Regions from separate parts of the Mus musculus genome. Here region 1 is linked to region 2. Evidence: chromatin contacts called from public HiChIP or PLAC-seq data. All regions are on one chromosome and are shown on one strand. The core of a region is the stretch at or near the end of the contact, and the rest is flanking DNA. Distances in the headings are between cores, read along the strand shown. Region 1 holds the start of 1110019D14Rik (RIKEN cDNA 1110019D14 gene). Region 2 holds the start of 1700016P04Rik (RIKEN cDNA 1700016P04 gene).

Evidence for each region. HiChIP or PLAC-seq counts read pairs in DNA pulled down with a chosen protein or histone mark.
Region 1: an H3K4me3 HiChIP or PLAC-seq map of embryonic stem cells shows a contact between it and region 2, with 5 times the contacts expected there. The contact joins the promoter of 1110019D14Rik here to the promoter of 1700016P04Rik in region 2. A contact is called at or near these places in 1 of 39 promoter capture datasets (liver) and 3 of 115 datasets of contacts at active chromatin or transcription factors (all in embryonic stem cells).

What each region holds. Positions count from the first base shown.
Region 1 is chr6:13,867,666-13,873,491 of GRCm38.p6, forward strand. 1110019D14Rik (RIKEN cDNA 1110019D14 gene) reads left to right here and starts at 3,904. Exons shown (of 3, transcript NR_045995.1): 1 at 3,904-3,962. 2610001J05Rik (RIKEN cDNA 2610001J05 gene) reads right to left here and starts at 3,853. Exons shown (of 3, transcript NM_001352887.1): 1 at 3,774-3,853; 2 at 3,391-3,481; 3 at 70-3,075. The coding sequence starts at 3,046. The coding sequence ends at 2,867.
Region 2 is chr6:13,412,034-13,418,746 of GRCm38.p6, forward strand. It overlaps 1700016P04Rik (RIKEN cDNA 1700016P04 gene), which reads left to right and starts at 1,304. Exons shown (of 2, transcript NR_038149.1): 1 at 1,304-1,517; 2 at 3,749-3,963.

The DNA of each region.
Region 1 (5,826 bases), core at 2,654-5,153, 460 kb after region 2:
CGATACATTTTACCTGCTGAAGAGTAAAATTAAAGCCCTGAAAGCTATGGGGCAGAAATAAAAAATATTGACAAAGACCTTAAATTCTTTATTGACTGTTTCTGGCTTTCAAAACTAAACTCAGCCCATCTAACTAGCAGACCATTTATCATACATCAGACTCTGGGCCAGGCACCCGAGGGACACCTGTCAATCCTACCGCTGTTCTCTCTGCAAGCAATGTAATGAACTGTGCAATTGGAAAGAATTTGAACTTGGGGAACAAATGAACAAGCAAACCAGAGATTCTTAACTGTCGATTCCTAGATGGGTTTTAGCTCTGCAAGTTTTGTGAACTAATCTGAAGATGTGAGCATGTGTGGATATTTAGTTAGGGAAAAATAATAATCAAAAGTATTTATCAGATTCTCAAAGGAGCTGGTGGTTAAGATCCACCCTAAGACTTTGTGTGTGTGTGTGTTTGTGTGTGCGCACAGTATGAGTGTGCACATAAGAAGGACAGAGCACCGAACCTATTCCTCACTCAGGCTTATTTTTGAGAGCAGGGCTTCTCCATGAATCTGAAACTCAGTGCAGTGGCTAGTGGCTGGGCAGGAAGGCCCAGGGACACACCTGTCTCTATCCCTGGGGTGGAGATTTTAACCCATGTGCTGCTGCCCAGGTTTTATAGGGGTGTTAGATCTTCATGCTTGTACAGGAAGCATTGTTATCAATGGAGCCATCTGTCCAGCCCAGGTTTTTGTGTTTAAGCAAAATCTTATCGTCTAAGTAAGAAATGAAGCTCCTCCCTTCTCACTTTTAATTCTATTAAGCACTAATTATTTAGTGTATATGTGAGATGTTGGGAACACGTATGGTGGTCAGGGTGTTGTCGGCTGTGGGAGTTGGTTCTTTTCTTCCTTGATGTGGATGCTGAGGATCCAGCTCAGGTAGGTCATCAGTAAAGGAATTCGCCTTTATCCACTGAGTCATCTCCTTGGCCCAGTGAAGCTAAAATGTTTAGAAAGCATATCCCTCTACCTCTGCTTTTAAGGATAAAATAAGAAATGGCCATTGTTGAAAACATTCTTTGGAGTAGTTTTGGAAACACACTGTCAGTAAAGACTGTTTTCCTGTAGGAAAACAGGAGGTGATTAAATGACTTCGGCTTATAATGGGCTTTACGTTAGATTTTCCCCATCCCAGAGAAGTTGAGACTGGCAAGGAAGAGAAGGCTTCCTTTCTAAATCTGCTCCAATGAGCTGGTGGACAAAAGATGACAGCTGTCCTGCCACCTGCATGTTCTTTTTTTTCCTAAGCATGCATGAACACGTTTTATTAAATGCCAATTTACCCAAACAAAGACTGTTAGCCTTTTCTCTGGTGAAAAGATAAAATACCTTCCAAAAAAAAACCAGTAAACCCATTTGGTTTCCATGTCTTTATAATGTAAGCATTCCTTACTACTTCTTACTGTTAACTGGAACTCTCAGGCATGCCACATCAGTTCAGTGGGGAAAGGGTCTGCACACTAAATTTTATTGGCCACAGCCTGCTTCCTGACAAAAGCCAAGGCCTGTAAGGGCATCTGGAGAGTGAGACTGGACAAGGCATTTTGGGGAACAGCTGGATTATCTACTTTGAGAACATAGACTACTTTGACTTACTGAGACTATTTCATTCTTCAGAATCAAACAAAGGCCTGAAGATCCTTGCCAAGCTTGGGTCTTCAGGTTCCACTTTCTCAACTTCTATGCAATACAGACAGAATTAAAAGTTCTGTTTGGAACAAAAGGACCTGAAGTGACTCTTGGGTACTAACAGTTTGAGTAGTTTTTCTTGAAACTATAACATTCTAATTTAAATTCTAGCCAGAATATTTGTCCTGGGCCCAAAAATGTGAATTAAAAATCTCTGTAATCTATTGGTTTGGGGACTCTTGGAATTACTAGGGCAAAGAGGGTACACCTTTTTAGCTGGTGTACAAATCAAAACACTTCCTTTCCTATTTGTGGATTTTCTATCAGAATCCTCGTCTATCTCAAAGATGCCCATTTCTTGCCCATGGTGATCCTTTAAGGTAACATAACCAGTCCCTTTTCACTCAGATTATAAATAATTAGCTCATAGATACAAGCAGACCAAAACAATAGGTGAACTGATGGCATAATGGCTATGTATTTGATACAATACATCTCACAAGGAGAAGATACTCAATGTAAAGTTATCTTTTAACAAATATTTTCTCTATTTTAGTATTAGATATGTTTAGTACATTTTTATTAAACTTTTTCTCAGAGATAAAAGTTTTTGGCTAAGATCTAAGTACAATATCAACTTGCGAGATAAAAACAGAAGCATTAAAAAAAAAGAAAACCAGTAACAACAATAAAACAAATCCAAAACCCACCCCAACCGGTTCTCTGAGAGAGTGAGAGTGAGAGTGAGAGAGAGAGATCCCCAGAATGCAAGAGGCAGTGATTATAACAATATAGATTTACTAGATTCTGAACAAATACTTCCATCTTCCAATTCCATGTGCTCTGACAACTTGAAAGTATGAAATAATACTTTTGCAAACTTAAGCCCTCTCACTTTGGCCCCTTCCCAAGCAGCAAATACAAGTTATGGGCCACATTATTAGTGCACTCTTTGTTGTTAAGAGCCGCCCTCCACTCCCATCTGCCCTCCACTCCCATCTGCCCCCATTGTAGAAGAAACAAGTATGAACGTGAAAGCATCTCTTAACTGAGAGTGTTAACTCTCAGCTAACTGTAACCCTCTTGCTGAGAACGGGAGAGATCAAATCTTGGGGTCGGCCTCAACAGAACAATGGTTTTCAGCACACTGGTCAGGGTGCAGTCTAATTCAGAAGAGTCCTTCAGAGTCACATCTGTCCATTTCGCTTTCTTGCGTATATCCCCAAGCAAGCACAGATGCCGGTAATGCTGAGAACCACACCTAATAAGAGTGCAATCGCGTCTCCAGCTTCCACTGCTTCAACAACAGGCAGGATCAAAAGCAGCGAAGCGAGGACTAAGATCAATTGCGTTGAAACTGAATTCATGATGCTAGGATCTGGAGGGCTGAACTTGCCTAGAAGTTAAACACCGAACAAAAGAAACTGTTAAAAAAAAAAGCCTTATTTTTTTTTTTTTGAATGACAATATTAATATAAAACAATCTTTTAGACTGGAATTTGTGAATCATTTCAGATGTCAGTTTAAGATGACAAAACTAAAGACAGTCATTTTAGGTTATCATTAGAAAAGAGAGGGAAAAATGCATAAGATACTTGCCAAATAAAATACCCTAACAGGTAAAAGTCACATTTTATTAGCATGTCTCTTATCTAGAAAATTCAACACAACACGTGACTCTGTGAAGTTGTAAGGAATTAATAAGACTTACCGAAACAAGGGTATAAGTAATTCTACCCAACGTGAAATATTCTCTTTGGAACTTCCGGATGCTGAGGCTAAGAGGTTACTCGTGACACAGCCTATTTTAAAGAGGAAGCTAGAGTCAGTGAGAAACGAACAGCAAGGACAGAAATTGGTAACGAGTACAGAAAACACTCCCTAACAGTTCCTTCAAAAAGAGACTACTAGATTTAAAGTTAGTTCTCACACACAGATTGCTAAATGAAACCAAGCCGAGAAGCAAATTCATCCCAAGATCTAACATAAAGATCTGGAATTCCTTCGCCCTGGGAGGGTGCAAATTTGTTGGGTTGTGCAAGTACACTAGGAGAATCAATCCTGGAATCCCCGGGAGCGGAGTTTGTACCTTACCGGACCGAAAGCAGCCATTACAGGAATGGAGAGCAGGGCGGTGTCGCCAGACTACATTTCCCACAAGCCCTGCTGCCTACTCCCGTCATGCACAGCGCGCTCTGGGATCCCTGACTGAGGGATAGACCACAGGCTGCTTGTTGTTCGGGTTTCACAAGTTTGCCCTCTGGTTTTACTGTTAAAGAGAGGGTGAGTGTTCAAGAAAAGGTTTAGTGAATTCGTAGGACTAACGAAACAACAATACGTGTTTTCTGCCCTGTAAAGGAATTCTAGCCGCATGAATATGTCTTGTTAGTACTCTGAAATAAGGAAGTAACCGTGGGAGAGGGTAGCTGAGGGAAGCCATCTGTTTGGGAATGTTTCAAACCTGGGGCCTTCCAACATTTCTGCAGCAGAAAATCCCCGTTATCATTTTCCAAATGTGCCTAATGACATTTGCTAATTTTTTAAAACTAACGGGGAAAATAAGCACATTTAATCAGAAAGTTTGGAAAATATTGAATCATTTGTGGTGCAAATCAGGTTTAGAAAATATGGTTTCAGCCCTATACACAGATCTTTTCCGATTCGAATTCTTGTCTTTTTCAGAATGTTCACTCTCCACAGCCTCCCAATATTTTAAGATGCCAAGTTTAGTACTCAAAACCATTATAAGTATTATTCACATGCATCTGTAAGCATTAACTTTGAAAAGTTCTTGAAGTCTTGTTACCTGGGATATCCATACTAAATGTTCCTTCTGGCCCGAGCACTTTCATACTTACTGACAATTTGTCATCTTCTCATTGTAAGTTACTCACGGTGCTGAGTTAGAGGTGCCCGGACTTGTCCTGATAAAAATCATGCGAATACTGTGGGCACACTCAGTTGAGTGTCTATAATCAGCTTGTATTCTTGTGTTGTTGGTTCTCCTTTTAAACACAGTTGTATCTCTCTGACGGTAATGATTTATACTTCTGCTTCCCAAAAGACGTTTGGCAGGAACTTCAGCGACATTAGCTAGGAACAATAATTTGATGAAATAAATGTGCCAAGATTTTACAGGAGCTTCACAGAGGTGGTGAACACATTAAAGCAAGTTGTGTCTGATAGATTGACAGTGTTGTTTTTCTAAAGTTAATTATTTTAACAAATTCACTCTAATTGCACTTGTCTTATGTTGCTTTTGGCTTTGTATCTTTCCTATCAATTAGTTTTGGAATAGGACCTCTTGCTTTTATGACTTCCAAAATATCCTCCTACATTCCAGTGTTTTCATTTGGGAGGTTTTATTTTTCCTTATGTATTTGTTTCAGCTAGTGGAAGTCTGCAGACTAAAGTTAGTGCTTGTACACTTTTCTGTTCCTGAGTCTGTAAAGTGTCTTGCTTAAGCTTTAAGTTTGCAGAGTCTATGCATGGTAAAAATGTTCATCTTTTCAATTATTGTAGTTAGAAATTAACTAATGACTTGGTCTATCTGTAAAACCGTGGTACAAATTGGTGTAGGGATATTTTGGGCTCAAATATAGTTTTAAACTGAAATCTGTTGCATTTTGCTAATTAGGTTCTCTCCGTATTGGAAATCCAAGGAAATGCTTTTACAACAGCACTTTTAGGTTAGAGGCTATTATAATTCTATTTTTTCCTCATTCTATTCTAACTAGTCTGTTTTTCTTTTAATAGTAATTTATTCCTTTACTTTAAAACAACGGTTCCACCATACTAGACAAACTTTCAGGTTACTTGTCAAGATGCAAATCTCAGAACTACTCTCCTTACCTCTGAGGGGGTTCCACCACTCACATACTCTTTCCATTCCATGCACATTTAATGCTCGACTGTTTAATACAAAAGCTAATTTGTTTTCCTCTATTGACATTTTGCTCTTGCTGTTTTCTCTGCCAGTAATACTTTCCGACAGATTTGTCATAGTTATTCTTAGCATCATCCAGGGTTTAGAGCTTTGTTCAAGCTTCCCTTTCCATCTTAGTTAAAACAAAAACACAAAATTAACACACTCTACTATTATATTATGTAGATAAACACATTCAAGTAGAAATTCTATGTGAGGTAG
Region 2 (6,713 bases), core at 54-2,553:
AAAGGCATACCTACAAAGAGGAATGCTCACTTGGATCCAGAGTACCAGTAAACTTCTTTTTCATGGGCATAAACCCTAGGATCTCTAGACTTTTACTACTACTACTAGAAAATCTTTAAAGTGGACACAGCAGAATGAAGGGTGGGGAATCTACCATCACAGAGTCCAGAGAAAATAGAGTGTTTCTTATACTTGCTTCCCATTTAAGATGGTTTTGGGCTTTCAAAGAAAACAGCATTAAAGAGCGTTTACTGGTTTGTTTTTGTTTTCCGTTCCCTATCTTCACTGAAACTATTTGCTAACCACATGAAGTTTGGAGAGAAACATGATATTGTGGTGTTTTTGATGGAAGGAAATGACAAAAATGACCGACCAACAAGAACTCAGAAAGTTGATGACTTTTGAGGGAGGAAATAAAACTTGTACAACAAAAGGCAAAGAAGGCCTGCAGTACGGGTACTGCAGAGACTGTGTTAGAGGGAGCATTTGAGTCTGGGAGTTGTAGACCAGCTGAACCAGCTTACCAAGACCTTTTTTTTTTTTTTCAAACAAAGAGAATTACATTCTAGTGCTGATAGAAGTGGACATGAAATAACATACTAGTGACTTTTTTCATGAAAGATGAGGAAATTTTAGTATGTGTTTGAAGGGGAGGGCCAGCAGCTTCTTATTCTGATATGAACAGCTCCTGCGGAGTAAAAGGAGTAAATAAAAGAAAAAGAATATTGAGATTAAGTGAGAAAAGTGAGAAGTGAGCTTTTCCAGTCTAGAAGTTTCTATGAGCATTTACCATGTAGAACCCTGTGCTGGGCTTTAAGATTTGGTAGTATGGAATCCCTTTCTTTGGGGAATTTACATTTAATGGAAAATGCCCAAGATGACCAGGTAAAAATAGAAAAAGCATAATCACATGATGTTTTTCAGAACTCTTTGTAATACTTAGACTGGGGGGTGGAGAAGATCTGAGCTGGAGGCTGTCATAACTTAGGTTTGTCAAATGATCACATGGATTTGTTCAGGCATTTACGCTGGTGAACAGGATGTCCAATTGAGGAAAGGAAAATATACAATAGGAATTGGCACTCAGCCCATGTGGAAAGTAAAAAAGATGTGGGCCTGTACTTCTCCAATGGAGATCTTAAGTTAGATTTCTGTGAAGGGATAAGAGGCCAAAGTGTGATCCCTGTGGGTGGTCCCTGAGACTGTAGAGGGAGAGGAATAAACAAGATATGCTGTGATGATGCAATAAGGGCTTGTCTGTGTCACAATATGATCAAAACCAGCAGGCTGGGTGCAGGGCAGCGGTCGGAGTGGATGGCCCAGGAAAGTAAGACCATAGCATGTAAGATCTTGCTCATCCACAGATATCACTATATACAGCAATTCTGATTCTTCAAACATCGTCTCCACAGAGCTGTTCATCCTGTGGCATGCTTAGCTGTTTCCACACTGCTTTGCAATGAAGATTCATTACTGTATCTTAATGTTTCTCTTTCTGGGCCTGTTGTTAAACTCAGGTAAGACCTTCATAATAGACAAGAGTATTAGCTAGTGAGAACAATGTGTGAAGTAATGTGTTCATAACCAGCAATGTGTCTCAGTATATTCTCAATGCATATTTGGTTCGAAAGAATTACGAAATGGATGAGTTCATTTCTATACAAGTAGCTACTTGAAAGTGGAGTAGAATCTGAAGAACTTTTTCCTTCATACAAACATTCTCATCTCAGTTCTAGGGGTAGATTTATATATTTACAAGGAAGGGAATTAGGAACTTATTTCCTTTATATTTGTTTTGGTTTGGTGTTAGTGCCTCTTTTTTAAAAGATGTTAATTTTAAAATATTGTATGCATATGTGTCTTGTGGAAAGCAGGGTTGCTACAAGCATGAGTGCCTGAAGAGACCAGCAGAGGGTGCTAAGTCCCTGGAGCAGGAGTCCCAAGGCCTTTGTGAACCTCCAGTTGTAGGTGCTAGGAGTCAGACTCAGATTCTCTTCATCATGAGCAGTATAGGCCTTTAACCACTGAGCCATCCCCAGCCTGATAGTGCCCCTCTTACAGTCTATACACTCAGTAATTTCTCCTTTCATTTCAGAATATCTTCAGCCAGATGGAACATGATTCATTATTATTATTGTTGTTATTATTATTATTATTACTATTATTATTCATGACTTATGTGTATATATAGATAGATAATGTATAGAGACACCTGTAACAATAATAGTTAAGAAGTTAGATACTATGAATTTGAGAATTATGAGAGGGCAAAGGAAGAATTGAAGGGAGGAGAGAGGAAGGGAAAATGATAAATATATTCAGATATAAAATTATCAAAAATAAAATATACCCAACAAAATTAAAAAGCTATTTGAAAAAAATGACTCTGAACTTATTAAGTCTTAAAGCATCAAGTCCCCAAGAAGTAATAAATGTTTGATAAGATTAAGAACAGAAAGGAAGAAATGGAGGTATGTGATATTCAAATGCTTTAAAGAGTGATGTCTTAGTGAGAAGAGGCAAGTGTGAGTGGGGGCACATGAGTGAACAGGCTCCTAAGTGACTTAGGAGATGAGCCAGTTTTCAGGAATGACAACTCTGTGGTGACAAGGAGATGCCCAGGTGTTAATAACCTAGCACAGATATGAAGATGCTGTAGCTATGGATAAACATGGCAGAACTTTCCAAAAAACACAGACATTTCAAGTTATATGAATGCACAACTACTGTCAAGATCCTTCTACCTCTGTCCTTTCTCTGTCTCTTGGGTGTCTTGTGCCCTGTTTGTGATGGTGAAAATAAAAGGCTCTGTGTTAGTGGAGGGGAAAGGCAATTCAGAAGTCATCCATTCCAGCTTTTCCTTTTCTAGTCTTTTCTTCTTTCCTCCTCCTCATCTTCATACTTCTTGTCTCTTTATGTCTCTCTTTGTGTGTCTCTCTTTTTCCTTCTTTCTCTCTTCTATGCCTAGATATACAAGAGAGTTTGAAAACTACATAAAATAATATTTTTGGAAGGGAAGAATTATCAAGAAGACTCAAACCAAAAAGCAGACTTAGAAAACAGTAACTTCAAAGGGTAATGATGGACTAGATGCGGCGGCTCCACATTGAAGAGTACTTCTTTCCTGCTCTTCCAGAAGACTTGAATACAGCTCTGAATACAGCTCATATAGAGAACTTCCATTGAACAATTCACAACCACTTGTAACTTCAAAACCTTCTTCTGGCCTCTTCAAGTGCTGCAACACATGATGCACATACAAACACACACACACACACACACACACAAATTAAGATACATAAATGAACTTAGAGTGGTGGTGATTCAACATCTCAAAATAGTCTCTGATTGAAGTATATGAAAGGAAAACATAGAAGCCCTGGCTATGGATTTCAAGCCACTTTCTCAGAAAGATACCTGAGCTTTATGTACAGTGACCCTCACCTACCTAGAATGACAGAACTTTCAACATGGTATCATGTTCAGCTCTGAATGTTCAGTGATGACCATGCATGCTTACCCAGTGATGCTGGGCTTATTCAGTTTACAAGCAGGCCATTAATTCTCTACACCAAATCAAACTACAAACCATGTCACTGGCTTTTTAAACATGTGTTCATGTCACTTTAACAACTGTGTTGTCACTGTGATAAATTCTTATTTCCCATAGAACTTTATTTTGAAACCACTGCTAAAACTTTGTGACCAAATATTTTCCAAGAATGTTGTTGTTTATGTTTGATTTTAGGAAGTGAAGATATTCCCGAAGTCAACAGTACCCTGGACTGTAAAAATCAAACGCTGTGTAGTTCGGAGAATACAAATGGAGACTGCTCTGATGTTCAGAAAGTGGGGCTGTGTGTCTTACGTCTTAGTCAAACTCCTCAGCAACAGACCTAAAGAAATTGGGTACAAGGAATGCAAGAGGATCACCTCCTTTGATGCATTAAATTAGGAAATATATTTTTCTGTCCTTTATTGCCTAAGTGACATACACATGTATTTATTGACAGTTTAGAGAAAGGTTTATCCAGGAATACCAATGACAAACCGAGAACCTCCATGGTTTCTTTAATTTCAACAGGTCGAGAAATTGTTGAGAAACCAAAGACTTCCCTGCTTGTGGTGCTGGGGAGATTTGGGGCAGGGGGAATGGGAAAGGGGATATTAGAGAAGAAAACTACAGTCTGTGGTGTGTGCAGGAGCTAGAGAGACCAGGGCAATGGGAATAGTCATTTTTCACTCCAAGATTTTCAGATGCAGATAAAATTAACTTAGCTTTCTAATAGGCTTTGTTGTTATAATCCTTTTGAGTTACACAGCAATACTTGCTTCACGTCCTGCAATTCCTTCTCTAACAAGCCACACAAGGCAGAAAAGATCTTCTGAAGGAACGTACCCCTGAGCCCCATCCCTGGCATTGTTCCAGTGCCTACAATAGCTATCCCTGCTAACTGAAGTCCGGTAGCATAACCCCCAGCTTTCCTCTGAAATGAATACCACTGCTCACTTTATTTTCTTCAGATACCACATGATTGTACACTCTACCTTGCTCAAAAAAGGTAGGATTTTCATCGGGAAGGTTTTGCATCTTCAAATAGGAAGCTAGTTGCAGGACAGTGAAGTTTTGGTTTGGGGGGGGGCGTTGTTTTTGTTTGTTTGTTTGTTTGTTTGTTGACATGAATAACTTCGGGCCAATGTATATGTCAACTAGTCAGCACTCAGTCTCCAAACTAATGAAATTTTTGGAAAAGATCACAGGCATGTGCAGAGCTTAGATGGAGAGCTGGGGAGCCCAGGAGACCCCAAGAAAAAGGGGAAGGCTTAAACAGGTACTCACCTGAATCTCCAGTTCAGGTGATTTCCAGAGGGAAAAAGAAAGTTTCTGAATTATGCAAGGGATGCAGGCAGAAAGAATAACAAGGTAAAACAATGAAAACAATGGCAGCTCTTGTTTATTTATCGAGCAGCTGGGGATGAATTCAGGGCCCTATGTATACAAAGAATTTCCCACCAATTTATGTCCACAAAACTCTCCTGTCTTATACTATTACTAGGGCTCAGGGCAGCCTAGCAGTGGTAATACCACTAGTGGAACATGTATAGAGAAAGACATGTTAAGAATTCAAGGCAGCAAGTGCAGCCCCTACTCGGGGGGGGGGGGGGGGAGGATGCAGCTGGCCTCTATAAGGATTCTGCACCCTCACTTTTCTCTTCTTCTGCTGAAGCAATCTCAGATCTTTTGTAGTACTACTGGAATTCCCAGGATATGTCTGTAACAAATTCTACTTTCCACTGCTAACCCTAATGCTCTCCACCTGGGCTAGTTGGCTTCCTGCTATCTTTCATGGCCAGTATTGAACCTCAGGGAGTCAGGTTCACTTGTTCAGAAAGTAATGAATATTTGGCTTTGGACTTTCTCTCCCTCTCTTCCCTCTCTCTCCTCTCCCCCCTCTCTTCCCTCTCTCCCTCTCTCCCCTCTCTCCCCTCTCTCCCCTCTCTCCCCTCTCTCCCCTCTCTCCCCTCTCTCCCTCTCCCTCCCCCCTCTCCCCCCCTCTCTCTCGCTCGCTCGCTTGCTGTGTGTCTGTCTCTCTCTCTCTCTCTCTCTCTCTCTCTCTCTCTCTCTCTCTCTCTCTCTCTCTCTGACACTGCACCAGGCTATGAAAGATAAAGAGTCTGGTGCCACCCAGTTTCCTGCTGGTACAGAGGAGCCCAAGTTAGCCAGCCTCCAGTTTCTACACAATCTTTTGGCTTATGGAAATTATAGCCCCAGATGGTTTCCCAATATCCTGTATGTTTTCGAAAGGCTGCACTGCAGATATAAAGGTTAATGTTCATGCATCTGGCTGCTGTAGTTGGGGCATCTCTGCTTTCTTTCTCTAATCTGTGTGCCTTCCTCCAAATGCCCAGGTTTGGCTACTTTAGTTTTCTGATGAGTCTTCTAGTCTTCAGCTTGCTTTCAAAGTAAATCTTCATTTCCCCACTATTGGGCAGGAGGCAATGCCACATTGAGATGCTAGAGTTATTCTTCTATCATCCACTAAAGGAGTTCAAGGTTGGAAAGATATGCAAAGCCAGGTTTATTCAAAGTGAGAATGAGAAAGCAAGATCGTGTAGAAAGGAAGAAATATCTGCATGCCTTCTGGAGGATGAGAGTGGTTTTCTGTGGGTGAGGGGCAACATAGTTGTAGCAAGGTAAGCTTTTTCCCATGGCCCCTCCCAATACTTTTACCAATCGAAAATAGGAAAACTGATACTCACATCCTATGTTTGATGAAAAAAAAAAAAAGGTTGCAAGTAGAAACATTTAAGAAGACCTGATCTGGTTGAGGTAGGAGGCACTCTTTATATGACTTGATAAAAGGAGTGAGACAACCCATATTGCAAGGGAGGAAAATACTACTGGAACTCAAATTGTAGTTGCCCATCACAGTAGCCCGTGAGTTTATGTACTCTCCAGAGAACCACAAATAGTCATTTACCTTGAAGGTATAAGCTTGAAGTGACACACCACATCTATTGGAGAAAGGAAAGCCACCAAACTTTGAGTAAAATTCAGGAGTGCTTTAGTGTCTATGTAAATAGGTATGTCACCCTCTTGCATAAAATTATAGGCAACTGCAAAAAGCATCAGAATCTGTAAGATATATACAAATTGTGTACCAAGTTTCAAATAGTACATGTAAAAAAATTACCATGTTAAAAATGTTGAT